7 separate regions of the Mus musculus genome follow, and all the other regions are linked to region 6. A link is a contact called in public HiCAR-type and promoter capture Hi-C data. All regions are on one chromosome and are shown on one strand. The core of a region is the stretch at or near the end of the contact, and the rest is flanking DNA. Distances in the headings are between cores, read along the strand shown.

Region 1 (3,382 bases), core at 643-3,142, 2.3 Mb after region 6:
GTGCTGTCCTTTGGTGCTTCATTTCTCCTACCAGCTACCACACTTCCCCTTAACAACCACTAACTTGAGCAACATGGTTACCTAACTGTTATCAAACTGAACAGTCATATCGTGGCCTGCTCTAACTGACTTGAGGGTAAAAGACAGTTAAATGAAATGAGTCTTTGAGAAGATGGTCACTTGTGCCAATACAAAGTGCAAATAGTAGCTTAATGACTATACATGTGTTTGAGACAGGGTCTCAGGGTATATATTCTTGGCTGGCCTGGAACTCACAGAGATACACTGTCCTCTGCCTCCTGCGTGCTGGGATGAAAGGTGTGCACCACCATGCCTTAACTCATATTTTTAAAACCAACCTTCACTTCTGTATTAGTTAAGATAATCTTTTAAAAAAGAAAGAGTCCACGTTAGTTAGGATGTAATTTTTTTCCTATTGTAGGTCTCAGCCATTTTACATCTGACAGAAATGTATTCACATACTAAGACATTCACAAGAATGTTATAACACCCCTAAAACCTAAAACAAATAATACACAAATCTGGAAGCACACATTCATGAACAGAAGAACAATCACATCACAGAATGGCACATTACACTATAAGAAAGAATTATCAACACCATACCATGATATGAATGATATCATATCAAAAAACACGAACAGTGACTTCCACAGCAATATTCTGAGAATACTATATATTAACTCCATTAACATGAAGCTTAAAATAGTCCAAACTAATGGCTGATGAAAGAAGTCAGAACTCTTAATGGGGAAGCAGGGGTAACCTATTTGGAAGAAGCAGAGCACTATGGGAATGTTGTACAATTAAAATCTGATGTGTGTAGCAGCAGACAAGGTAAGAAGCATGTAATGATTCACAGACAGTTCATTTTCATGCATTTGTTGACGTTTTTTTATATTTTATACCACTACAAAAGGAGTGTAGATGGATAAACAGTAATTTCTTAATTATCTGAAACTAAAGCTGGTTGTTTAATATCAACACTTCTAAGCCTCATATACTGAAAACACAACACCCTTTTTATATTCTTTTAGTCACATAATTTAAAAAAGATAGTAGCAAATATTCCCGAATATTATGCCATAAAACACCTTTTTATTACTTCGGAAATCAGAGGTGCTTTTTTAAATGCACCTTTAAGAGATGGCATTAATCCCCAAGGTATTAAAGGCCCAGGGGCCTTCAGTGGCATGAACTGTCAGGACACTGCATGTACATTTCAAAAACAAGCTAAAGCACACCTTCAGATTTAATGAGGACTTAAGAAGAAAAGCGTTAGATTTGTAACCAAACTGTCATGCCGCCAATGTCATCATCACAAACACAAGTACCGCTGTGGTATTTGACAAATTACCCAGCCAGTTGCTCAGAAATGCAGGAATTTTCTAAACTATCTGGTCCTTCTGACAGTTCTCCGTTTTTGGTTTTTATCCAGGTTCCGGCGATCATCAATTCCTACTCCAAGAGCATCTTTTAAAGGGGAGCGTTTTGTCAGAGGCAGGAGGGCTGCTGCCAGTGGGCGCGTTCAACCCCACAGTAAAAAGTTTAGCCACTCAGCAGAGATGATGACGAGGAGGTTAAAAAAAAAACCTGACACGCAAACCAGCGGTCCCTGGCAGCAGCGGTCTCCAAAACGGGACCAGCCTCGGGAGGGCGCGTCAAGGAAGCGCCGCGCCCAGCGGCGTCCCGGAGGGCTCGTCCGAGGGGACCGGCCGCTGCCCAGAGGCGCGGCAGGACACGGCGGTACTCACCGCGCCCGCCGCTCAGCGTCGCCGCCTCTGGGGACCTGCACACCTGGCCAGCGCCCTGCGCGGGGCCGGCCCGGCGCGCCGCCGCGGAGCACCGCCACTTCCGGCGCGCGCGAGGAAATGAGGGAAATGAGGCTGGGTTGCTGTGGCGCGCCCGCCTCCGCGGTCAGGCCCCGCCCTCCACAGCCAGACTCCGCCCTCCAGGGCCAGACCCAGCCCACCGCAGCCGGGCTCCGCCCTCCACACTGCCAAGTCCCGCCCTCCAGGGCCAGGCCTTTCTCTTTCCAGCTAGGACACGCCTATTCCTCCCTCTTCTGTCCTGTGCCCTGCACAGAAAGCTCCACAGATGACAGTTGATTCATCTAAAAACAAACAAACAAACAACAACTGAGATGGGTGCTCAAGCCCTGTGGGATAAATAGCCTGGGAACATCATGCCTTAGAGACACTTAACTAGACACGCATGTGGCTAATCGTCACATAAGTGCTAACCTGGCAGAGCTGACTAGCGGGGAGGCTGAGGATAGCCAACATGCCTTCTGCTCAGGGAAGATCGGTACTGAACACTGAAGAGGTCCTTACGTGTTTTTACTTAAAATAAATAATTCCATTTGCTGCATGTAAAGTACCGTGTGTGTGTGTGTGTGTGTGTGTGTGTGTGTGTGTGTGTGTGTGAAGTCTAGCCTTTTCAGAAAAGCACACACTGGCAAAGTTGGAAAGAGACTGGATATGCAGTCAGCAAGCCTATCTTAGAAGTAGGTGATCCAGACCGTTAAAGTTTTCAGGATTTCCCTTGTGGCATTAGAGGAGAACATCTGGGCAGAAGATATCTCAACAACTGTCAGCCAATAGAGCCAGCTGTGGTCAGGAACAAAGTGTCTCCCTTGGACAGCTGCTTCTTTAGGACGCACCTTGAAGTCCCCTCAGACATCCATCTTCTCTAGTACAATCACAAAAGACAGTCCACGTGGGTTAGCTGCCTGCTGTCTACCAGCCACAGTCCTAAGTATGAGTGCAGGGAGGCAGGAGAATTCTCTCCTAGGAGACTTGGAACATGGGGACCTTTAGCAAATGGTTAAGTGCCCAGCACTGCTAAATTTCCAAGATAAGGCAAAAATTCTCTAATGTATTAATAAAGTAGATATAAATGGCACCTCACTGAAATCTTAGCGAGCCACGATGCCAGACTCCAGCTTTGGCACTGTTAGTCCAAGCCCACATCTACTGTGTGCCTACGTTACACTTGACATTTCATTAACAGTTTCTGAGAAGTCCCCAGAAGCCAGGTGTGACATCTGCCTATAGTCCTAGCACTCATGAGGCTGAGACAGAAAAATGATATTTTTCAGGCCTTCCTGGATTACTTAGTAAGTTCCAGGGCAGCCTGGGATATACATTGAGCCCTTATCTCAAACAAAAAGAAAGTCCACAGATGTAGGGACCTTTCGAATGTGCCCTCTAGACTCATGTTCAGCCATAGAGATGCTTGGATTTTCCTTAGGGACACTTTAAATAGGATGGGGACTATGGCGGAAAGAATGAGAGAGACCTCCCCTGCAGTTTCTGGCATCTCAGTACCAAACATGGGCTCTAACTGAACTTGTGAATGT
Region 2 (3,134 bases), core at 162-2,661, 2.3 Mb before region 6:
ATTTAAGGTGATCTTTAAATCACCAGCAAATGGAAATCCAGTATTACTTGCCACAAAAAGAAAGTAACTTTTAAATACGATAAAATGAGGTTTTTTTTTTTTTTTTCTTCTTCTTCTTTTTTTTTGGTTTTTCGAGACAGGGTTCCTCTGTATAGCTCTGGCTGTCCTGGAACTCACTCTGTAGACCAGGCTGGCCTTGAACTCAGAAATCCACCTGCCTCTGCCTCCCAAGTGCTGGGATTAAAGGTGTGTGCCACCACGCCCGGCAAAATGAGGTTTTTGTTTTGTTTTGGTTTTTGTTTTCTGTTCTCTGCAGAAACGTTTGAAACGTTTCTCTTCATTAAAGTGATTCCTATGTGATCTGGACAAGTCAAGGAACCAGCAGCACTGTCTTCAGCTAGTCTCTGAAAATGACTAGAATAAGTGATTGAAAACTGTTACTGATTTTAATGTGAAGTGGCTGAAGTTATGTCAAAGTTCTGTCTCCCACAGAAAAGCACTGTAAGAAGGCAAGTGAGGAGAGGAGGCAGGTGGAATGGTCCATCGCAACTCCTCACACGTCTCTGTGGTAGTCTCCAAGCTTTGGAGGCACTTTATACCTTAGCATCTCAGCAGATCACTACAGTTCTTTGGTAGTGTAGATTATGAAATTCACTTGCCTGGATGTTAGCAGGACTCAAGGGAATATTGCATCTGACTCTCAGTGGGTACTCTTAATAACGGAATGGAGCAGGATAGTTCAGAGAGAACCTCACTGACGGTTGGCAACTAGCCTAACAATATTAAGAACGTTTTCTTAAACACTTAGTACATGCAAGGCCCTGGGCTAAAGGCTTTTAGGTATCATCCAATCTAACATCTACATGCCTGCTCTCTCTATTAGGTAGGTACTGAGATTATTCCCATTTTACTGACAAAAATGAAACACAGCTAACCGCCAAGGTCAACCCGTAGGGGCGCGATGAAAACTCAGTTAAAGTGATACAATCAATCCCTGCACTTTCTTGACCAAGGTCACCCGGGAGTGAGGTCAGCAGGATAGGGTGAGGGTACTGACCTGTCAGACACTTGTTCCTGGGTGAGCTTCTTGTCGCTCTGCAGTAGGATTGACACGTAGTGGCGGATCATGCCCACGAAGAAAGTGATGATAACGATGGGCAGGACCACCCAGAGGCGGATGTTGGAGTCAAGCAGCAGCTCGGGCCCCGCCATCTTCGCTGAGAGTTCGCTGCGGGTCGGGAGGAGTTGGGTTCCTCCCGGCTTTCGGCTCCGGGCCTTCACCCGCCCCTCAGTCTGGCTGGCGTGGAATCTGGGGCAGCCTAGCTTTCTCCGCGCACTGTTTCCAGCTGGGCCGCCAGGCCGTCAACTTCCGGTGCGGGCGAGTAACGTCACGCCACGGCGCGGCTTTGATGGCGTCAGAGCGCCGTTCTTCTAGCGGGAAAGTCGAAAACGAAGGGAAGCAACTGGCGGGTCCCCAGGTTAGTGGCTTTTTAGGCTTTCCTGGGAGCGAGATGGTATCTCTCCGAAGTCAGACGGCCCTGACTTGTTCTAGTGTTTCCCTCTGAAAAGTGGCTGTCAGTGATTACATATTATTGTAGGAAACGCATAATAAGAAATCTCGTATAATAAGAAATTTGAACCTGTTTTTAGTTTTTGAGGCTTTTTTTTTTTTTTTTTTGGCAAGACTTATTTAATGTATATGTATGATTTGACCTTCTGTGTTTATGTGCACCACATGCATATAGGAACCCGAAGGGGCGCAGGATTCCCTAGAACTGGAGTTACAGGCAGTTTTGAGCCGCATGTTTGAATGGGAACTGAACCTGGGTCCTCTGCAAGAGCAGTAAACGCTCTTAATCCCAGAGCTGTCTCACCAGCCCAGGAACGTTAATCCTTAATAGAAACCATTGCCCTAGTCTGGAGAGATGGTTTGGAGGTTAAGAGCACTGGCTGCTTCTCCAAAGGTCCTGAGTTCAATTCCCCTTAACCACATGGTGGCTCATAACCATGTATAATGAAATCTGATACCCTTTTCTGATGTGCAGACAGAACATTGTATACACAGAAAAATAAAGAGAGAGAGAGAGAAGCTGGGTGGTGGTGTCACTTGAGAGACAGAGGAAGTTGGATCTCTGAGTTCGATCAAGGTCAGCCAGTCCTCAGAGTGAGAGAAACCCTGTCTCAAACAAAAGAAAGCAAAACAAAAAAACAAAACCAACCAAATAAAAAACAGTAATAATAATAATAGCCCATAGTCTTGGCTTTTAGGAGGTGGAGGCAGGAGAAGTTGCCTTTGGCTATGTATGAGTTCAAGACCAAACAGCTACACAAGACCCTAGAAGTTGAAAGTAAGACAAAACCCACAGATTCTGGCCTGTCTAAGAACCAAAAATAAATGAACAAAACAAGGAGTACAGATTCTGGAACCAGACTTTTTAGAGTTAGAACCTCAGCCCTTCCCCTGATTAGGAGACTAGTAATGGTATCTTTCTTAAGTTAGCATGTGAGAAATATGTAGATTATAATTAGAGCATATAAGACAAGGTTGTTTGTTTGTTGGTTATTGAGATAGGGCCTCACTGTATATCTGAAGCTGGCCTAGAATGTAACTGGTAACTATGTAGACCAGCCAGTCCAATTTACATGGTGGAATCCTGTCTTAAAAATAAATACGTACTAGAAAAATAGCTCAGTGGTTAAGAACACTTGCTGCTCTGCAGAGAATCTCGGCTCCTTTCCCAGCACCCACATAGTGGCTCATAACTATCTGTAACTTCACTTCTGGGGGCTCTAATACTCTCTTCTGGCCTATGCAGGCATCCAGTGTGTACATGGTCCACAGTCGTATGCACAGGCAAATCATCATACACCTAAGATTTAGATATTTTAAAAATAAAAATGACTGTCCTAGCACACACAAAGCTATGATGTTGAAACGGAAAACGTGTTCAGAAAAATTGTTCCTGCTTTTCTTCACTGCTCCACCTACAGGTAGACTAACGGTCCTCATAAGCTCTCACTCAATTCCCTGGCTTCTCTTCGATTGCAGTCACACAGACGTAGTTCAATACATTAAGACCTTGTAATGCTGTACGCCTCCTGCACGCTGGAATGATGTCTGTCTTGTTTTGCAA
Region 3 (3,339 bases), core at 650-3,149, 2.1 Mb after region 6:
ACATGAGAGCATTTTTTTTAAATTAATAGTAAAAAATTAAAACATCTCAGGGCATGGTGGTATACCCTTTTAATCCCAGCACTCAGGAGGCAGAGGCAGGTGGATTTCTGAATATGAGACCAGCCTGGTCTAGAGAATGAGTTCCAGTACAGCCAGGGATACAGAGAAAGATCCTGTCTTGAAAAACAACTGCTGGGCGGTGGTGGCACACGCCTTTAATCCCAGCACTTGGGAGGCAGAGGCAAGCAGATTTCTGAGTTCAAGGACAGCCTGGTCTACAAAGTGAGTTCCAGGACAGCCAGGGCTACACAGAGAAACCCTGTCTCGAAGAAAAAGGAAAGAAAGGAAGAAAGGAAGGACAGACAGACAACAGCTGCAACAAAAACCACAAACAAACAAAAAGCACCCCCCCCCCAAAAAAAAAATACCTCTACTATTGTGATAGTTTGTATATTCTTGGACCAGGGAGTGGCACCATTTGGAGTTGTGGCCTTGTTGGAATAGGTGTGACCTGGTTAGAGTAGGTGTGTCACTGGGTATGGGCATAAGATCCTCAACCTAGTTGCCTGGAAGTCAGTCTTCCACTATCAGCCTTTGGATGAAGAAGTAGAACTCTCAGCTCTGCCTGTGCCATGCCTGCCTGGATGCTGCCATGCTCCCACCTTGATGAACCTCTGATATACCCTCACTCAGGTCACAGCAGAGAATGTACTGAGCAGTACATAAGTTTATTAAAACCATGGCCCATTGGTGCAATAATTAGCCCAAGATGAAGCAATGTCATGAACCTGTCCAACAAATCCTATAAAGGTGATGAAGACCAAATAGATCATGCCATTTTCAAGGAACTTAATTATATCCCCCAAATAAAGCTGAAGATGTATAGGAATTTTTTTAATCCAGCATCCAATAAAAGATTATCAAAAAAAAGGAAAGAAACAAACAAACAAACAAAAAAAGAAATAACGAAAACGAAGAAAAAAAAAAAGGAAAATAAAAACAAAAAAAAAGATTATCAAACCAAGTGTGGTAGGGCTGGGGGCACAGTAATCCCAGCAGCAAGAGGCAGGGATAATGCCTTCAGGGACCACCTGGGCACAAACAAAACTTCATCTCAAACAAAGCTTACTAGTGGTTGGAGAGAGATGGCTTGATGGTTATGACCAGAGTTCAGATCCCAGGACCCATGTAACAAACTGGGTGTCCTAATCGTGCCTGTGGTACCAGCTCCCAATGGAGCAAAGACAGGAGGTCATTTGAGTTTACAAAAAAAGGGAGGGGGGAGTCACAGGTTCTGGTAAAGACCCTGATGCAAAGAACAAGTGGAGGGTGATAGAGAACACCCTCTTCTGGTCTCCACACAGACTAGAAGATCAAATGGTACACTCACACAGACAGACAGACAGACACATATAAACAGAGAGAGAATTTGTGTGAACATGAAGTGGTGTCTACACAGAAGGATGCATTTGTTGTTGTTGTTTTAAGACTGAGTTTCTTTGTGTAACCCTGGCTGTTCTGGCACTCACTCTGTAGATCCGGCTAGCCTTGAACTCATGAGATCTGCCTGCCTCTGCCTCTAGAGTGCTGGGATTGAAGGCATGGGCCACTAACTTCTGGCAACTGCAACTACAGCTGGAAATTTTGCCTTCCTTTTACTTTGGTGAGTGTGGAGGCAAGCTCTCATTACGTAGCCTAGCCAGCTCTCAAATTCACAATCCTCCTGCCTCAGCCTTCTCAATGCTGGGATTACATGTGTGTGGTTTCCCTTCACCTGAGTAGAAGTGGGAGGGAGGGAGGGAGCAGGTAGGGAGTTCTGTAAATGCGAGCCTGCCACAGTTGTCCTTCCCCTCTGCTGCAGACAGGAACAAGCAGGCAGGCAGCAGCAACTGCTGTTACTGTTAGGACAGTGTTACTTACCATCTCCATGCACTTTCCTTACCAGGACCCTTGACCCTTGGCAGATTAGGTCTTATCACTTCTCTGCTTTCTTGCCTTCTGTTTCCTTTAATTTTTTTTTTTAAAACTTCCTGCCTTGGTTTCTCTTAAATTGTTTAGTATTTCTTTAGTGGACAGACACCCTGTGCTGGCTCTGTCCACAAAACTCAGTGGTGATACCTCTCTGCTGGGACTGCAATCTGGAGCCAGGATGTGAGCCTCCGAGCCCAGTATCACTCAGGACCTAGAGGGCTTGGAGAAGGGCGGTGGGGTTCAGCATCACCTACCCACCATGGACACTGCTACGAGAGGCTCCCAGCTTCTTCAGCAATTCAATGGCAGTTGCCATGTCTCTCTGAGCTTGGAAACTTGGCACTGGTGACAAGCTGGGCTACCTGAGAGCCTAGCAGCAGACAGAGAGCAGACATCTGGGGAGAAGCACTGGGTCCTCTTTAGTCAGAAGCACTGGCTGCCCGTGATCCACTCTGGGAGCTGAGGAGGAGGCCCCGCTGAGCTTTGTAGAAACCCCAAACAGGTGGGAGAGCAGGCATGGGCTGTTGGGACAGCCTTTGAGGCCATCAGGATCTCTTCAGCTGTGAAGCAGGAACTTGGGCTCTCATTAGCTAGCTAATTGCCACCCCCAGCTCTCCTAAGCCTTCAGGCCACCACAGCTCCACTGCCTCCACTGTCCTTGCATATCAGCTCTTTTTTTGCCTCTTTCTTAGTGAGTGTTATCAGTTTAGCACAGGCTTCTGAAAAAGAGCAGAGAAAGACACCCCCCCAGGGGGGGGCTTTATCAGGCTTGCTGTTGTGACATCAGGGAGACACACAAAAGAATTTCTCTCAGGCAACTCACTGTATGCCACCCTGCATGCACACAATAGAAAAGATGAGGAGGCCAAAGAAATTAATGAGCCCAAATTACTGTATACAACAAACTTAGCAGGCCATGCATCCTGCCGCATGCCTGCAGTCCTGTCACTCAGGAGACAGAGGATAAGTACATTGCCTTCTAGGCAAGTCAGGGAAGCATTGGAAGATCCTGTCTCAAAAAGAAAGTATTCAATAAAGCATAACCAAGGGATTTTTGTTCTGGCCTAGAACTTGAGTTACAGGCACCTGACATGTTGCTGGGAATTGAGCTCAGGTCCTCTAAAGGAGCAGCGCAAGCTCTTAACTGCTGAGCCACCTCTCTGGGGCCCCCAGTGGACATTAAAGACAGAAAAGAACCTAGGAGGTGATGAGAAGTACAGAAAACGAGTTGCTCGTGTCCAAGGAAAGTGAGCTCTTGTCCGAAGAAGGTGAGTAATACATTAGGAGATGTCTCCTGAGGCTCAAATGCAGGTGGTCAGTCCATCTTGGCCACAAGTGCCTTTACCCGATGAGGCATCTTCCCACCTG
Region 4 (3,179 bases), core at 53-2,552, 2.1 Mb before region 6:
GCAAGGCATTCAGAAGGCACACACTGAATAAGTAAGTGTGTTTCCTTGAGAATCTTAAATGCTCTGAAAAGTGTCGGCAAAGATTAGAGAAAGAGGAGCAGCACCTGCCTGGAGACAATGACATTTTCCCGTGAGCATTGGAGAGGCACCAGGAGCAATCAATTATAGTCAACAGAAAAACTAATCAATTTAAGGTGGCAGTGAAGAAAACACCCTTACCAAAACCACACTGCTGGCAACAATCTTATCTACTAATCCTCTAACCCCCTCCCCCAACACACACCAATATAAGGTGGGTGATGTGACCAAGAATTCCCCACAATCCCAACTGGCTCAAGGAAAAGTAATTTTCTATTGGTGACCCACAGGACTTTGGAAAGCTGGCATCCTTATGACCATTCTTAACCAGCAGCCATGGGTTATGATCCACACTTTGGGATGCTATGTATTTTAAAGCTCTTGGAGCAGTCCTCCGGAGCATCTTATAAGGACACTTATGCGCTTGCTGGAACACAGTAAGAAGCTGCACTCAAAACAGTTCAGCTCATCAGAATCACACCAGGTACAAACTTAGAATGAACCTGTGTATGAGTCTCCAACTTGGCAACAAAAGAGCCAAAGGCCAACAGAAGGAGGCAGCTCCTTGCACCGCTGCGCCAACCAGGGTCTAAGACTTCCAGAGTTTCATTCCCTTAGTATTATACGGAGTGGGGTGCGGTGAAAGACATACCACAGAGGCCATGTAAATTCAAAAATAAGAAACAGAAATAAAAAGCTGAGACGATGCCCTGGAGTCACTCAGCTAGGCCTGTCATCAGTTTCCCGAAGGGACCATCACACATGGGAGTCCTGTGTCCAAGCAACTGATCCCTCCACCTCCTTTGCTGAGGTAGTGGGTGGCAGGGCGAATGATGAGGAGAATTTGGATCTTAGCTTGCCACTGCCTAGCCCAAGTGTTGATGATAGTAGCATCTGCTCCGCAGGCTACGCGCAGGCAGAGGATGTGAGCGATCGTGGGAACGCACTAAGGGCTTGTCAGGCAGTAGATCCTATGATAGCTTTGGCTGTTTTTCCAATTCTGGAGGACAAGACACGAGACGGGCAGGAGGTGGGCTCGCAGCCCGGGCCTATGAGTTCCGGAAGGCCCAGTGGCCTTGCCTTAAATTCCCGCTCCGAGACCCAGAGAGAGGCAGGACAAGCAAACTTTGAGGACGTAGAGGTGGTCTGTCTCAAAGCCACGACTATCGCAGGGATCGCGACACTTACCATAGCTGCAGCAGCGGCGACCCACGGCCTCGGACGTGGCAGCTCAAAACGCTTCACTTCCGGTGCCGGCCCGCAGCCGGCAGGCTGTCACCCAGGATCTTCCGGTCAGCAACACACTCGACTCACACAAAGGTTCCGCGTCTTCTGGATCCTCGGCCCCGCCCTCCTGCAGTTCTGCCTTTATCTTGGCTACTGTTGGGCTCTGGTTGCTGTGGCGACCCTAATCCAGGGATTTTATGATTTGAAGCCGTCGCTAGCAGGTTTTTTATTTAGACTAAGTTTTTTCTGGTTCCTGAGATGCATACATAAAATGACTAGTCATTATAGCTTCACTCTCCTTTTCTGCGGGTTCCGGGTCCCACTGGCTTATCATGACCATCGTAGAGGTTAATTTCTCAAGTAGACTGGGCTAGTGCTTTGTTAGGTCTTGCTTAAGTTTCTTTCCATTTAATTTGATGTTGACTATTGGCTTGCTGTATATTGCCTTATTATGTTTAGGTATGGTCCTTGTATCCATAATCCCTTTAAGACTTTTAACATGAAGGGGTATTGGATATTGTTAAGGGCTTTTTCATCATCTAATGAGATGATCATGTGGGCTTTTTTCAGTTTGTTTATATGGTAAATTACGTTGATGGATAAAGCAATTCCACTAAATTCAGGGACAAGACAAGGCTGACCACTCTCTCACTATCTATTCAACATAGTACTTGAAGTTCTACCTAGAACAAAAAGACAATTAAATGAGATCAAGGGGATACAAATTGAAACGGAAGAAGTCAAAGCTTCATTGTTAGTTGATATGATAGTATACAAAAATGCACCAGCTTTCTTAAGGGATGGCAAGCAGAGAGTCTCAAGTCCCTGGGAGTCTGACTGTTTCAAGGGAGAACAACTGGAACCTCCCCAAACTCTTGTTTTTAGCTTTGGTGCTTACACAGCACTGAAAGGGGAACACAGAGCCCCAGGGCAGCTCCTCAGATGCACGTGGTCACATTTCCCCACCACACTTAGAAGCCAAGTGGCCCAGAGTAGAACCTCCACTCCCATTAGCTAAATCCTTTGCTGGGCAGTGGTGGCGCATGCCTTTAATCCCAGCACTTGGGAGGCAGAAGCAGGCAGATTTCTGAATTGAAGGCCAGCCTGGTCTACAGAGTGAGTTCCAGGACAGCCAGGGCTCTACAGAGAAACCCTGTCTTGAAAAAAAAAATCTTTCTGGTCGTATGTTGAAACTGGGATTGAATACCTTGGCTGAAGATAGCTACCAGCAAGATGCCAAGACTCAAGGAGTGTGAAGGCTTTTTGGAGAGGGGCCTGGAGAGTGGCAGCCTTATATCATGACACCGCCCTCACCCCTGGCTGTCACTATCACCACCACAGTGCCTTTGAGATCTCTTTCCTCCTCCAATGGAGAACTTTTACAGGGATTTGAGGAGGCGATACTTAGGGTAAAACAGAAAAGAAAGTTGAGGGGGCTCCTTGGCCTTCTGTTCTTTGAGGTGCAGGCCCCTCTGTAGCTGCATCACTAACCTTCAACTGATCGGGCCAAGTTCTTTTTCTCTGAGCCTTGCTTTTCTCCAGTGAAAAATGTTGACAACGGGCATCTAACATGTAAATATAAGGCACTGTTATTGAGGGAATTTTCTGGTATAAATTCTGAAGCTGAAGACATTGAGGATCTGGGATAAGCAACAGCAACTTAAGATATTTGCAGGTAGACTGAAAGACATGGTGTGATCAAGCTTTAGAGGGCCAACTCTGGCTACAGATGGAATGTTGTCAGCACCTCATCTCCTACTTCTAAGGGCTCATTCTTCGCCTCTTTGAGTGGCTGTCTTCTCTGCTAAGTGAAGCACAGTGCAGGTTCAGGATCTCTTATCTGAAATACTTGAAAGCAACAGTGCTTCATTTTG
Region 5 (3,567 bases), core at 2-2,501, 2.2 Mb before region 6:
GAAAGAAAGAAAGAAAGAAAGAAAGAAAGAAAGAAAGAAAGAAAGAAAGAAAGAAAGAAAGAAAGAAAGAAAGAGAGAAAGAAAGAGAGAGAGAAAGAGAGAGAGAAAGAGAGAGAGAGAGAGAGAAAGAGAGAGAAAGAGAGAGAAAGAGAGAGAAAGAGAGAGAAAGAGAGAGAAAGAGAGAGAAAGAGAGAGAAAGAGAGAGAAAGAGAGAGAAAGAGAGAGAAAGAGAGAGAAAGAGAGAGAAAGAGAGAGAAAGAGAGAGAAAGAGAGAGAAAGAGAGAGAAAGAGAGAGAAAGAGAGAAAGAGAGAGAAAGAGAGAGAAAGAGAGAGAGAAAGAGAGAGAAAGAGAGAGAAAGAGAGAAAGAGAGAGAAAGAGAGAGAAAGAGAGAGAAAGAGAGAGAAAGAGAGAGAAAGAGAGAGAAAGAGAGAGAAAGAGAGAGAAAGAGAGAGAAAGAGAGAGAAGAGAAAGAAAGAAAGAAAAGTATTTTGCTCATTTGGTAAATATGGAGATTCAGAGTTGGTGGGACACCTCGAACAATAAAGACACTGAAGCTGATGATCTGAGTGTTCAGTCCCACAAGATGGAAGGTGAGGAACCCACTCCTGCAAGTTGTCCTGTAACTTCCGCCCGCGTGTTGTGCCACGTAAGCGCTCACATATAATACGAATAAAATAATTTTAACCTGGCGGTGGTGGCCACATTTTTAATCTCAGCACTCCGGAGGGAAAGGCAGGCTGATCTCTGTGAGTTCGAGGCCAGCCTGGTCTACAGAGGGAGTACAAGGACAGCCAAGACTACACAGAGAGACCCTGTCTCGAAAAACAACAACAACAACAAATTTTAAAAGAAAACGAGAATGAACAGAGTTGTGACCCAAGCATGACAAGCATTCTGAATAAACGGGATTCGTGGACTGTGCCCATCACAGCTAACAAGGTGCAAGAGAGCTTGGAGCAACCCTTAGGCGGAGGTGGGAATGTGTGGGCGCCCCCTAACGACAAGATCCGCTAGTGGTCAGCGGGTGCTTGTAACCGGGGACAGGGTAGCTCTTAGTCTTCACATCGCGAGTGGAGGAATCTTGTTTACCCCAGCGTGGGAGCCAAGCTAGAGCGCAGGGATTAGAGTGCGCACGCGCGTCGCTCTGCCAGCCCTTTCTGGGGCTCGAACACTCGGGTACTGGCTGGCGGCGCAGGCGCGCTGGAGGCCTGTAGAGGTCGCGGCGCCTGCGCAGTCACTCTTCCTCAGGCGGCCGCCATGGCGGGACAAGAGGATCCGGTGCAGCGGGAGATTCACCAGGACTGGGCGAACCGGGAGTACATTGAGATCATCACCAGCAGCATCAAGAAAATCTCAGACTTTCTCAACTCTTTCGGTCAGCGGGCGAGCAGGGGAGGCTGGGAGGAGGGAGGCCTGGGAGGCGGCCGGCGGCGGGGAGGAGAGGCGCGCCGCCCTGGCTACTCGCTTCCTCTTTGGCTGCCCGCCGGCCCCAGTGCCCTCACCCCGAGCCTCACTGGGCCGTTTCCGAGGGTCTACCCTGCCCGTTGCCATGCCCCACTTGCGCTCGTCAGCACGCCCACTGTCCAGCCTCTTAGGCCCATCCATCATCCGCCCCGGTTTGCGCCGCGCTTCCGTGCCAGTCTTCACTTGGCAGGCAGTGCGCAGCCGTGTCACGGTCACGGTCGCGCTTACTGTTGAGAGACTCCTGCTCGTTGTCCATCTCCTTCAGGAAGAAGTCCGAACCCCTTTGATGTCATGCCTTCTATTGCTCCCGTTTAACCACTCCCGGCAGGTTCATTCATCCCCGGCTCGATTTGGTGCTAGTGCTGAGGGTTGTAAGGGATGGGGCCCGCTCGGGCCTTGGGAATGGCTTTTCTAGCCCTGTATCTGCTTCATGGTAGGTGCTCTGGATGCTTCTGTCTGGCTCCTCGGATTTTACAGGGCAGATGGTTTCAGCAGAGTCCACTTTTCCAAAAAACTATTCCTAGGTGTGGCCGGCTAGTGACAGTCTTGATTTCTTTCTGCGTGCGTTCCTAGCCTTCTGGACTGAAAACCTGTTACAGACTTCTTATGGTCTCCGGAAGGGTTCTTTCAGGGACCTTCTTACACAATACAAGACGTGCAGATGGCATCCAGTGATCTTTTTCACTAGAGTGCTTTGGTTCTACTAATTAGCAACTTTCAGCATCTTGGGGAGAAAGTGCTGTATTTTGAAAAAAATTAAAGTGAATCGTATATTTTCTAGCTAAAGACCCGATGAGTCCTAAGTAGTATGATAGAAGGTAACCGAACAGTAGCTTCAATTACGGGGTGTAGTTCAGGGATTGGGCTCCTGAGTGGTAAGCACAAGACCCCGGCATCCCCCACTTCTTAGAGTTTTCTTTCTCTCTCTCCTTTTTTTTCCTCCTTTTTTTGTGTTTTGTTTTGTTTTTTGGTTGGTTGGGGGTTTTTTGTTTTGTTTTGTTTTTGTTTTTTGAGAAAAGAGAACAAAAAGGAAATTGGAAATGCATCATTAAGGGGCAGGGGATGCCTAGTCTGTAGAGTATTGGCCTAGCACCCACACACCATGCCTTTAATAGCAGCACTCAGGATGCAGAGGCAGGAGGACCAGGAGGAACTCCCAAGTCATCTGCTTCATAGAGAGTTTTGAGTCCAGCCTGGTAGAGCAAAGCAAACATCAGCAGGCGTAATTGGTTCTTACACAGGTCTGCTGGCAGTGAGGAACATGGTAACCCTTCCCTGTTATATGTGGTGGCTCATACCTGTACTCTTAGCACTGGAGAGACAAGGGCTGGAAGAGTGCTATGCATTTGAGGCCAGCCTGGTCCTCAGAACAGCCACAGAAATGAGCCATTTTCTAGGGCTCGAGAGATTGCTCAGCTGTTAAAAGCAGTTCCAAAGAACCCAGGTACAAATCCCAGGACCCACGTTGCAGTTCACAGTGGTCCATAGCTCTAGTCCCAGGGGATATGACACACACACATAAAGGGAGACTATCAGTGTAAATAATAATACTAATCCATTTTCTGTATGTAGAGTTCTTTCAGGCTGTTGAGATGGCTTGGCAGGTAAAGGCCACCAACCTGAATACAATCCTCAGGGTCCACAAGGTGAAAGGAGAGAACCAGCTGTCACAAGTTGTCTTCTGGCCCCACATAGTGCATGCCCACACCCACCTTCAAATACAATAAATAAGAGATCTTAATCTGTCCATCCATGCTCCATGTCCCCTACTCCATTTTGCATTTTGGTTTTGAGTCTTGTAAATTGGTACAACTCATGGTTCTCCTTCCTCAACTATTTTTTCCCTCCCCCTCCTGAGATTATTACTGTCTGTCGCTCTGTGCTGGCCTGCAGCTCTACAGATCAGGATGTCCTCTAGTTTGTGATGGCCCTTTGGCTCTGCTTCCCAAGTGCTGGATTAGAAGTGTCCTTACGCACCCTCACGAATTCTCTCTCTCCCCCACCCTTCTCTCTCTGCCGCCACCTTCCTTGCCCCCCCCCCCAATAAACCTCTTACACGTGGGGAAAAAGAAGTATGCTCACAAAGTGTGTAGGATTCTGTA
Region 6 (3,592 bases), core at 983-3,482:
CTCTGCAGTCCTAGTTTACTTGGGAAAAATAAACTATTCCCATCACACCCTCATATCCAATGTCAAGAGTATTTCCTGAGAGGCCTTGGTTTTGCATCTCAGAGGTCACCAAGGGTTGTAACTTGCTCAAAGTACCCAGAATACCCCACAACCTTCTCTCTACAGCTGTGCCTGGAGACTTTTTCTCTACCTCAGCCCCAAAAGACCTGAGCTGCTCTGCAAATCCACCCGTCAGAGCAGAGCCAAGCACAGCTTAGGTCCCAGGTTAGACACAGGCCCCTGCAGTCTCATGACACTATAGCAGTGTTCCACACAGGACCATAAAGGACACTGAACACCCACTGTAAAAAGACCTTCTTCTCCAGTCTCAGGCTTCAACCAAGGGAACACGTCCTCTTTCCTCATAAGCATGCCCACTGCAGTGGCCTCAGTCTCACAGGAGGCAGGCACACTCCCAGCCAGGGGCCCAACTCACTTGTTGCACATCAGCAGCACCTCCAGCTCCTTGACATTGTGGACCAGGAACTTGCGGAAGCCGCTGGGCAGCATGTGCTTGGTTTTCTTGTTGCTCCCATAACCGATGTTGGGCATCAGGATCTGGCCCTTGAACCTTCTCCGCACCCTGTTGTCAATGCCTCTGGGTTTCCGCCAGTTTCGCTGAAGACACACAGGCAAGTTAGTCTCTGTGCAAACTGGCAGCTCTTGTATGTGTGTGCAGGAAGGGGACAGAATTCAAGGGGGTCATGTCATAAAACACACACCAAAGGCCGAGGTGTAGCTCAGTTAGCAGTGTCTGCCTGGCATGCACAGGGCCCTGGGCTCCATCCCTAGCACTTGCACTGGAATTTCAACATCATCTTCCATTGCAATTAAGTAGGGAGGAGGGATCAGTTAACTGCTGAACTGCTGGGTGTGCATGCCCATCCAGCCAACAGGTGATCTGCAGGCCCAGAGAGAGGTCTTAGCAGTTGAGAGCACTGGCTGCTCTTCCAGAGGTTCAATTCCATGCATGCATGTGCCTGGTGTGCAGACAAAACCCCAAAGATCTTTAAAATACAGGGTCAGGGTGCAGAGATGACTTAAAAGTGCCTGCTGTCAGACAAACTAAATCTGACCTGGACCCACAAGACAGGAAGGAGAGAATCAACTCCTTAAAGTGATTCTCCCTGCCCTTCAAACGCATAAATATAAAACAAAGTGTCATCTTTAAAATGAACTTTTTAAAATGCAGAGACAAGCGATAACGAGAAATGTGTGCTCAGGTCTTAACCCCCACCCCAGAACCACATACCTTAATTTTCACATATCGGTCTGACTGGTGCCTGATGAACTTCTTGGTCCTCTTTTTGACGATCTTGGGCTTCACCAGAGGCCGGAGGGCAGCCATGATGCCTTTTGACAAAAGTCAGACCCAAGTTAGTAAAGAAACTGGGAGGTGGGGCTGCGTCTCAGGCCTTCAGTGAGTAATGTTGCAGAGTGTCTTCCAATCACCAGCTACCGAGCAAACTGGGAATGGAATGGGTACCTCTGCTAGGCTTGCTCTCCCTCTTGCTTCCGAAGCTGGAAGAATACTAGCTACTCTCCAGACGCGATCCCAAGAGGTCAGTGGTTCATCTCACCCACTCCGAACCTCAAAGAACCGCAACCGATCTTACAGAACCCCAGCCAGGTCTCTCTGGTGGCGAAGGAGCGGCAAATCCCGCTCCACTAAGCTTCGTTATGTTTGAAGTGTTGCGCCCTTAAATACGCAAAGCCACCATGCACTCCTAACACGCCACCAGTCCGTCTGTCCCTCCCGGTCGTCTCAGAGCACCAACCAAAGGGTGCCTTCTCTGCTCCCCGCGCAGACAACCTGCTCCGCCGGGCTTGCGCTTCAGAAAGCATTTCTGCTCACTGGCGAGCGGCGGCAGCTCCCTGACTTAAGATTTCGGATTCGCCGCAGAAAAAGGCTGCTAACAAGCTAAGCAGAAAGCGGCGGGTGCCGTCCGAAACTCTCGGGCCGCATGGCAGCAAGCCCGCCCTGGCCGATGCCGGCCCCCGGGCAGACTCCGGAGCAGCGCCAGTGGCCAGGCCCGCGCGCGCTCGCCACTACCACGCTGGTGCGGAGGCCGCCGCCGAGGCCTCCCCACCCGGAGACGGGGTCCCGTCGAAGCCGCGGGCGGCGGATGGCCGCCGATACAGACTCACCGTAAAACAGATGGCAGCCACCTCGTAGGCAGCGCCGAGGAAGAAGGAAGAGGCGGCGGCGGCGCGCAAGGTATGATGGGACGGAGTCTTAGGTCCTGGCAGAGAAAAGGGAAGCACTTCCGGCTCTGGGTCCTCTAAAGAAAACTAAGATGTGCCTGAGAAATGATACTGAAAAAAACCCTAGTGGACTAGTGTTCTGTAGTAGACATTAACATCTTAGAGTGAACTAAAATTTATTTTTCTCTTGGGACTACTTAAGAAATTTGGGTTTTTTGTTTTTTTTTGAGCTAAGACCTGCTAGGTGGGCATTTATTTCCGCCCTAAGTGGAAGCCCAATAGCTTTTTAAATTGTTGGTTCCCGAGGGTGCCTCCTTGAGGCTGGGAGGTAGCAAAACAGAGACTCTTCGAAGATCCTTAGGCGGTTGGTTGAGCAAATGTCCTAAAACTTCCTAATATACAGATGTGCAAACCCCTGCTTATGAAGTGCTACTGAGCCTCCTCGCGACTTCTGTATGTTTAAATCTTCTCTACTTATGGTATGTACCTAATGTATTAATAAGTGATGGGTTAGCCGGGCGGTGGTGGCTCATGCCTTTAATCCCCGCACTTGGGAGGCAGAGGCAGGCGGGTTTCTGAGTTCGAGGCCAGCCTGAGCTACAGAGAGGGTTCCAGGACAGCCAGAGCTACACAGAGAAACCCTGTTTCGGAAAAAAAAAAGTGATAGGTTGATAATATTGCTAAGAAAATAGTCTATTGGCTGGGTGTGGTGGTGCACATTTTTTAATAACAGCACTTGGGAAGCAGAGGTAGGTCGAGTTTAGTCTATTTTGCTTATCTTTTGTTTTACAGATCATTGTGAAAACTCTATAATCTTAGGAGGAAATAAAACCAAACCTGAGCTGGGGAGGTGGCTTGGTGGAGCACTGTTGCTCTTTCAGAGGACTGGCATTTAGTTCCCAGGAACCAAGCGTTGCTTCACAACCTTGTTAACACCAGCCCTAGGGGATCAGATGCCCTTTTCTGTAGGCGCTACATGCATGTGGTACATACTCATACATGCAGGCAAAACACTCAATCACATAGAATAAATCTCATTTTTTAAAGATTTATGTATATGAGCACACTGTAGCTGTCTTCAGACACACCAGAAGAGGGCATCAGATCCCATTACAGATGGTTGTGAGTCACCATGTGGTTAGGAATTGAACCCAGGACCTCTGGAAGAGCAATCAGTGTTCTTAACTGCTGAGCCATCTCTCCAGGCCCCACCCCAGTCCCACCCTTTGTTTTGTTTTGTTTTGTTTTAAGACAGGGTTTCTCTGTGTAAGCCTGACTGTGGTCGAATTCACTCTGTAGACCAGGCTGGCTGGAGATCTTCCTGTCTCTGCCTCCCAAGTGCTGAGAT
Region 7 (3,279 bases), core at 541-3,040, 2.1 Mb before region 6:
GTTTGCTGTTACACAAGGCTAGCTGGCCCATCTCTGTTGATGTAGAAGTGCTTAGATTGTATATACCCTTGCTGTACAGCCAGCTTTTATGTGGGTCCTGGTATTTGAACTTAAGACTTCATGGTTGTGGCCAGTGATTTAGTACATTGTCACTTTAGGGAGGGTTTTTATCAGCAATGCCACCTTTGCAGGGCTTGGGGCACTTGTATAACCCTTCATGGATATTAAAGTTGCTTTTATTTTTACTGTTACAAATAGGGATGGTTGCCAGGTGGTGGTGGCAGCACACACGTGTCTCTAATCCCAGCACTTGGGAGGCAGAGGCAGGCAGAATTTTATGAGTTTGAGACCAGCCTGGTTGGCAGACCTAGTTCCAGGACAGTCAAGATTTCACAGAGAGAGCCTGTCTTGAAAGAATCAAATCAAACCAAAACAACAAAACGACACCCCCCCCCCCAAAAAAAAAAGAAAAACCCCACAAACAAATAGAGATGGCTTCTGGGATGGTTAACCTTCACTGTGAACTTGGGTTAACAACCCTCTAGGAGTTAGATATGCTCTGGCTGTGACTAGGAGGGAGTTTACCGAGAGGATGAACTGAAGACAGAAGACTCTGAGTATGGGAGGTGCTATTCCATGGGTTTGGCTCCTGCATTGGGTAATTAAAAAAAAAAAAAAAAGTGAAGGCCAGCTGAGTGTGGAGAGCCTTTAGTTCTTGCCACCACAGCTGTTGGCCAAGAGCAGTCTGGGAATGAAGTAGTAGGACAAACTCTTTTCTTTACTGTTTTGGTTCTGGGGGGCGGGGGCATTTTAAGTGTCACAGGCTGGTCTGGAATTCCTGACCCTCCCCTCCAACACCTCCAGAGGGCTGCGATTACTTACAGACTTGTGTGACACCTGGGTAATTTGGTGATTAGGATCAAAAGCTTGCTTCTCCTGTAAGTGCTCTGCTATTGAGCTGCAATCATTACCTTTTCTGGGGTTGGTGTGGGAAGGTTTGAAACAGGGTCTCAAGAAGTTAGGAGGTGACCTTGAACTCTGGATCCTCTGTCCTACGGCTCTCTTGATGTGGGGTTATATCTCTTCTTTTCTTTCTCTCTCTCTCTCTTTTTTTTTCTTTTCTTTTGATCTCACTCGGAAGCCTAGGTTGATCGGAACTCATTAGCTATCCCAAACTGGCTTCGAACTCAGCAGTTCCCCAGCCTCAGCGACCCAAATGGAATTACCAATGTGAGCTACTATGGCTGCTTCAGGCACCTCTCTGTTCTCCCCACCCCCCGCTATTAAAATTTTTTTAGTTGTAGTCAGGTTCTAAAACGTCTAGGCTGGACTTTGTCAATCGTCCTGCCTCTTCTTCCTGAGCAGTTGGTTTTACAGGTCTATCCGGCAGGCCTGGTTCTGTTTTTTGTGTGTGTATGGCTTGTGCCTGCTAACCCCAATTCCGTCACTTTCTGGGTGTGTCGCTTGGTTTTTATCGAGCCACAGTTTCCTGCGTTGTTTTTTTTAAAAAAAAAAAAAAAAGGGGGAGGGGGGATGGGTGAGTAGGTGAGTGAGTGACAATGTTTGGCACGCGCGTCCGGTACCAAGAGGCCCGCCAAGTTACCCTCCATCGGTATTTTCGGCTCCCGGGCGTCCCCAGCAGGCCCTTCGCGCGGATCCAGGGCCACGTGAGAAGCTCCGCCACATATCGCTCCCAACCAACCACAGAGCTTCGTGAGGCGTAGGGGCACGCCCCAGAACGTCGGACCAACAGGCGCGCTCCGTCTTGCCCGAAGTCACGCCCCTCTCCCGTTGGAGCAATCGGCGCCGTCCCTGACGCCGGCTCCGCCCCTGCCGCACGCCGGCCGCCGGCCGCTGGGCAGGTTCCGCGGAGCTGACGCCGAGGTTGCGAAGTAGGCGGCGGGGCCGAGGCCTTGGATGAGGGCGCGGTGCGGCGCTGGGCCGGGTCAGCTGGAGGAGCGGAGGTGACTTCCGGCGCGCGGCTCCGGAGGCCAGTGGCTCCCTCAGGCCCGGGGCGGGACGGGGCGGCGGGAGGCGAGCGGCCACCCCGCCCGCGGCCCGCCCTTGGCGTCCGGGGCCTGCGGGCGCGTGCGGCCCAAAAGGCGGCTCCGCACGCGCTCGGCCCCCCGCGCAGGGCTTCGGAAGGCAGACCGCTGCACCGCGCCGCGCCGCGCCGGAAGCGCCTCGGCGTCTCGGGAGTGGCGCGCTGTTGACAGCCGCGCTCGCGGACTTGGGCTGCGCGTTGTTCGGGCTCGGCGCTCGGCCCGCGGACGCTTCTCGGAGCGCTGTGGCGTCCCCGAAGCCCGTAGCACTGGAATGGGCAGACGACAGGAACGGGAAAGGTCAGTGGGGCCGATTCCCGCCGTTGCCCTAGCGGCTTCCCGGCGGTGTGAGGCGAGCAGCCGCCAAGGCTGCTGCTACAATCGTCGTTCCTCTGTCCCTGGCAGGTGCCCATGGCGTCGGAGCGGCGCAAGGTCAAGTATCACTGGGGCAGCACGTCGGAAGGGTGTCCCAGCAAGCGCAGCCGCCCCCGGGAGCCCGGCAATGTGGCCCCCTCCAGCCGGCCAGGTCGCAGGTGTGCGTCGCGTCCTCGAGGGGCCAGCAGCCCCCAGCGTCTGAAAGTCCGGCGCGGGGACGATGTGGCCCGCGCTCCTCGGAGCTCAGTCCGCCGTCGCACCTCCTCTTCCTCTTCTTCGTCCTCTCTCTCTTCGGGCTCAGGTGTGGGTGAGGCCGCTTCCCCTGGCTTCCTGATTGCGAGCCCTCGGAGACTATTTACGTCCAAGGGGTCCCCTCTGCACCCTGCCCACTCCTCTCTAGAAGAAATGGCTTCTCTACGGAAGGAAGCTTGTAGCGTTAAGGTACGTGGCAGCGACGTCTGGCAAACAGTGAAGTCCCTTGCACGTGGTTTGAGGGGTGGAGAGAAGACATTTGGTGGGAAGAGAATAAAAATTAGATCTTTCCTGTGGAGGGCCTGGTGTGTGTGTGGGGGGGGGCGAGGGGGAGGGTGTTGAGGGGTAGAGCTCAGTATGGAGGGGGTTTTCAAACTTGGTGGCATTTGGAACTACTAGGAAAGCCTGATAATGGTTGTGGTCTGCCATCCCAGAGAGAGTGATTATAGATAGTTTGGAGGGATCTCTGCAACCTTCGAGTGATTGTAAATGGACAGTGGAACTGGAGGATCAGCACAATGGAAGGTGGAATAATGCCCAGGAAAGATGATGTAGATTTCGGTCAATTTATAGAGTTTGCCCTTGGGGCTGGAGAGAAGAAGGCACATAC

The links. Promoter capture Hi-C pulls out the DNA fragments that hold promoters and counts their contacts. HiCAR-type assays count read pairs that join an accessible place to other places.
Region 1: a contact with region 6 is called in a promoter capture Hi-C map of pre-B cells, with 5 times the contacts expected there. The contact joins the promoter of Csgalnact2 here to the promoter of Rpl32 in region 6. A contact is called at or near these places in 3 of 39 promoter capture datasets (hippocampal neurons, liver and pre-B cells).
Region 2: a contact with region 6 is called in a HiCAR-type map of astrocytes, with 6 times the contacts expected there. The contact joins the promoter of Fancd2 here to the promoter of Rpl32 in region 6. A contact is called at or near these places in 1 of 39 promoter capture datasets (liver) and 1 of 115 datasets of contacts at active chromatin or transcription factors (astrocytes).
Region 3: a promoter capture Hi-C map of the HPC-7 cell line shows a contact between it and region 6, with 4 times the contacts expected there. The contact joins the enhancer-like site here to the promoter of Rpl32 in region 6. A contact is called at or near these places in 14 of 39 promoter capture datasets (the 3T3-L1 cell line, 3T3-L1-derived adipocytes, the C10 cell line and 10 more) and 4 of 115 datasets of contacts at active chromatin or transcription factors (embryonic stem cells and pro-B cells).
Region 4: a contact with region 6 is called in a promoter capture Hi-C map of liver, with 7 times the contacts expected there. The contact joins the promoter of Sec13 here to the promoter of Rpl32 in region 6. A contact is called at or near these places in 3 of 39 promoter capture datasets (liver and pre-B cells) and 1 of 115 datasets of contacts at active chromatin or transcription factors (astrocytes).
Region 5: a promoter capture Hi-C map of pre-B cells shows a contact between it and region 6, with 2.2 times the contacts expected there. The contact joins the promoter of Brk1 here to the promoter of Rpl32 in region 6. A contact is called at or near these places in 2 of 39 promoter capture datasets (embryonic stem cells and pre-B cells) and 1 of 115 datasets of contacts at active chromatin or transcription factors (astrocytes).
Region 7: a contact with region 6 is called in a promoter capture Hi-C map of the C10 cell line, with 3 times the contacts expected there. The contact joins the promoter of Tatdn2 here to the promoter of Rpl32 in region 6. A contact is called at or near these places in 3 of 39 promoter capture datasets (the C10 cell line, liver and stem cell-derived epiblast-like cells) and 1 of 115 datasets of contacts at active chromatin or transcription factors (embryonic stem cells).

What each region holds. Positions count from the first base shown.
Region 1 is chr6:118,137,248-118,140,629 of GRCm38.p6, forward strand. Csgalnact2 (chondroitin sulfate N-acetylgalactosaminyltransferase 2) reads right to left here and starts at 1,893. Exons shown (of 8, transcript NM_030165.3): 1 at 1,776-1,893.
Region 2 is chr6:113,530,271-113,533,404 of GRCm38.p6, forward strand. It overlaps Fancd2 (Fanconi anemia, complementation group D2), which reads left to right and starts at 1,412. Exons shown (of 44, transcript NM_001033244.3): 1 at 1,412-1,478. It overlaps Emc3 (ER membrane protein complex subunit 3), which reads right to left and starts at 1,368. Exons shown (of 8, transcript NM_175101.3): 1 at 1,058-1,368. The coding sequence starts at 1,212.
Region 3 is chr6:117,886,307-117,889,645 of GRCm38.p6, forward strand. No RefSeq gene overlaps it. Among named protein-coding and RNA genes, the nearest start is that of Gm38883, 7.0 kb to the left of the region's middle. Within about 2 kb of position 1,900, at least 31 of the 459 cell types and tissues checked have an H3K27ac peak or open chromatin away from gene starts, as enhancers often do. A contact at or near this core is called in the HPC-7 cell line, where this site is marked.
Region 4 is chr6:113,739,379-113,742,557 of GRCm38.p6, forward strand. Sec13 (SEC13 homolog, nuclear pore and COPII coat complex component) reads right to left here and starts at 1,303. Exons shown (of 9, transcript NM_024206.4): 1 at 1,267-1,303. The coding sequence starts at 1,269.
Region 5 is chr6:113,603,521-113,607,087 of GRCm38.p6, forward strand. Brk1 (BRICK1, SCAR/WAVE actin-nucleating complex subunit) reads left to right here and starts at 1,252. Exons shown (of 3, transcript NM_133937.1): 1 at 1,252-1,376. The coding sequence starts at 1,259.
Region 6 is chr6:115,806,511-115,810,102 of GRCm38.p6, forward strand. It overlaps Rpl32 (ribosomal protein L32), which reads right to left and starts at 2,233. Exons shown (of 4, transcript NM_172086.2): 1 at 2,188-2,233; 2 at 1,292-1,392; 3 at 476-657. The coding sequence starts at 1,387. It overlaps Snora7a (small nucleolar RNA, H/ACA box 7A), which reads right to left and starts at 1,593; the gene lies at 1,465-1,593.
Region 7 is chr6:113,695,260-113,698,538 of GRCm38.p6, forward strand. It overlaps Tatdn2 (TatD DNase domain containing 2), which reads left to right and starts at 1,791. Exons shown (of 8, transcript NM_001347356.1): 1 at 1,791-2,342; 2 at 2,448-2,858. The coding sequence starts at 2,454.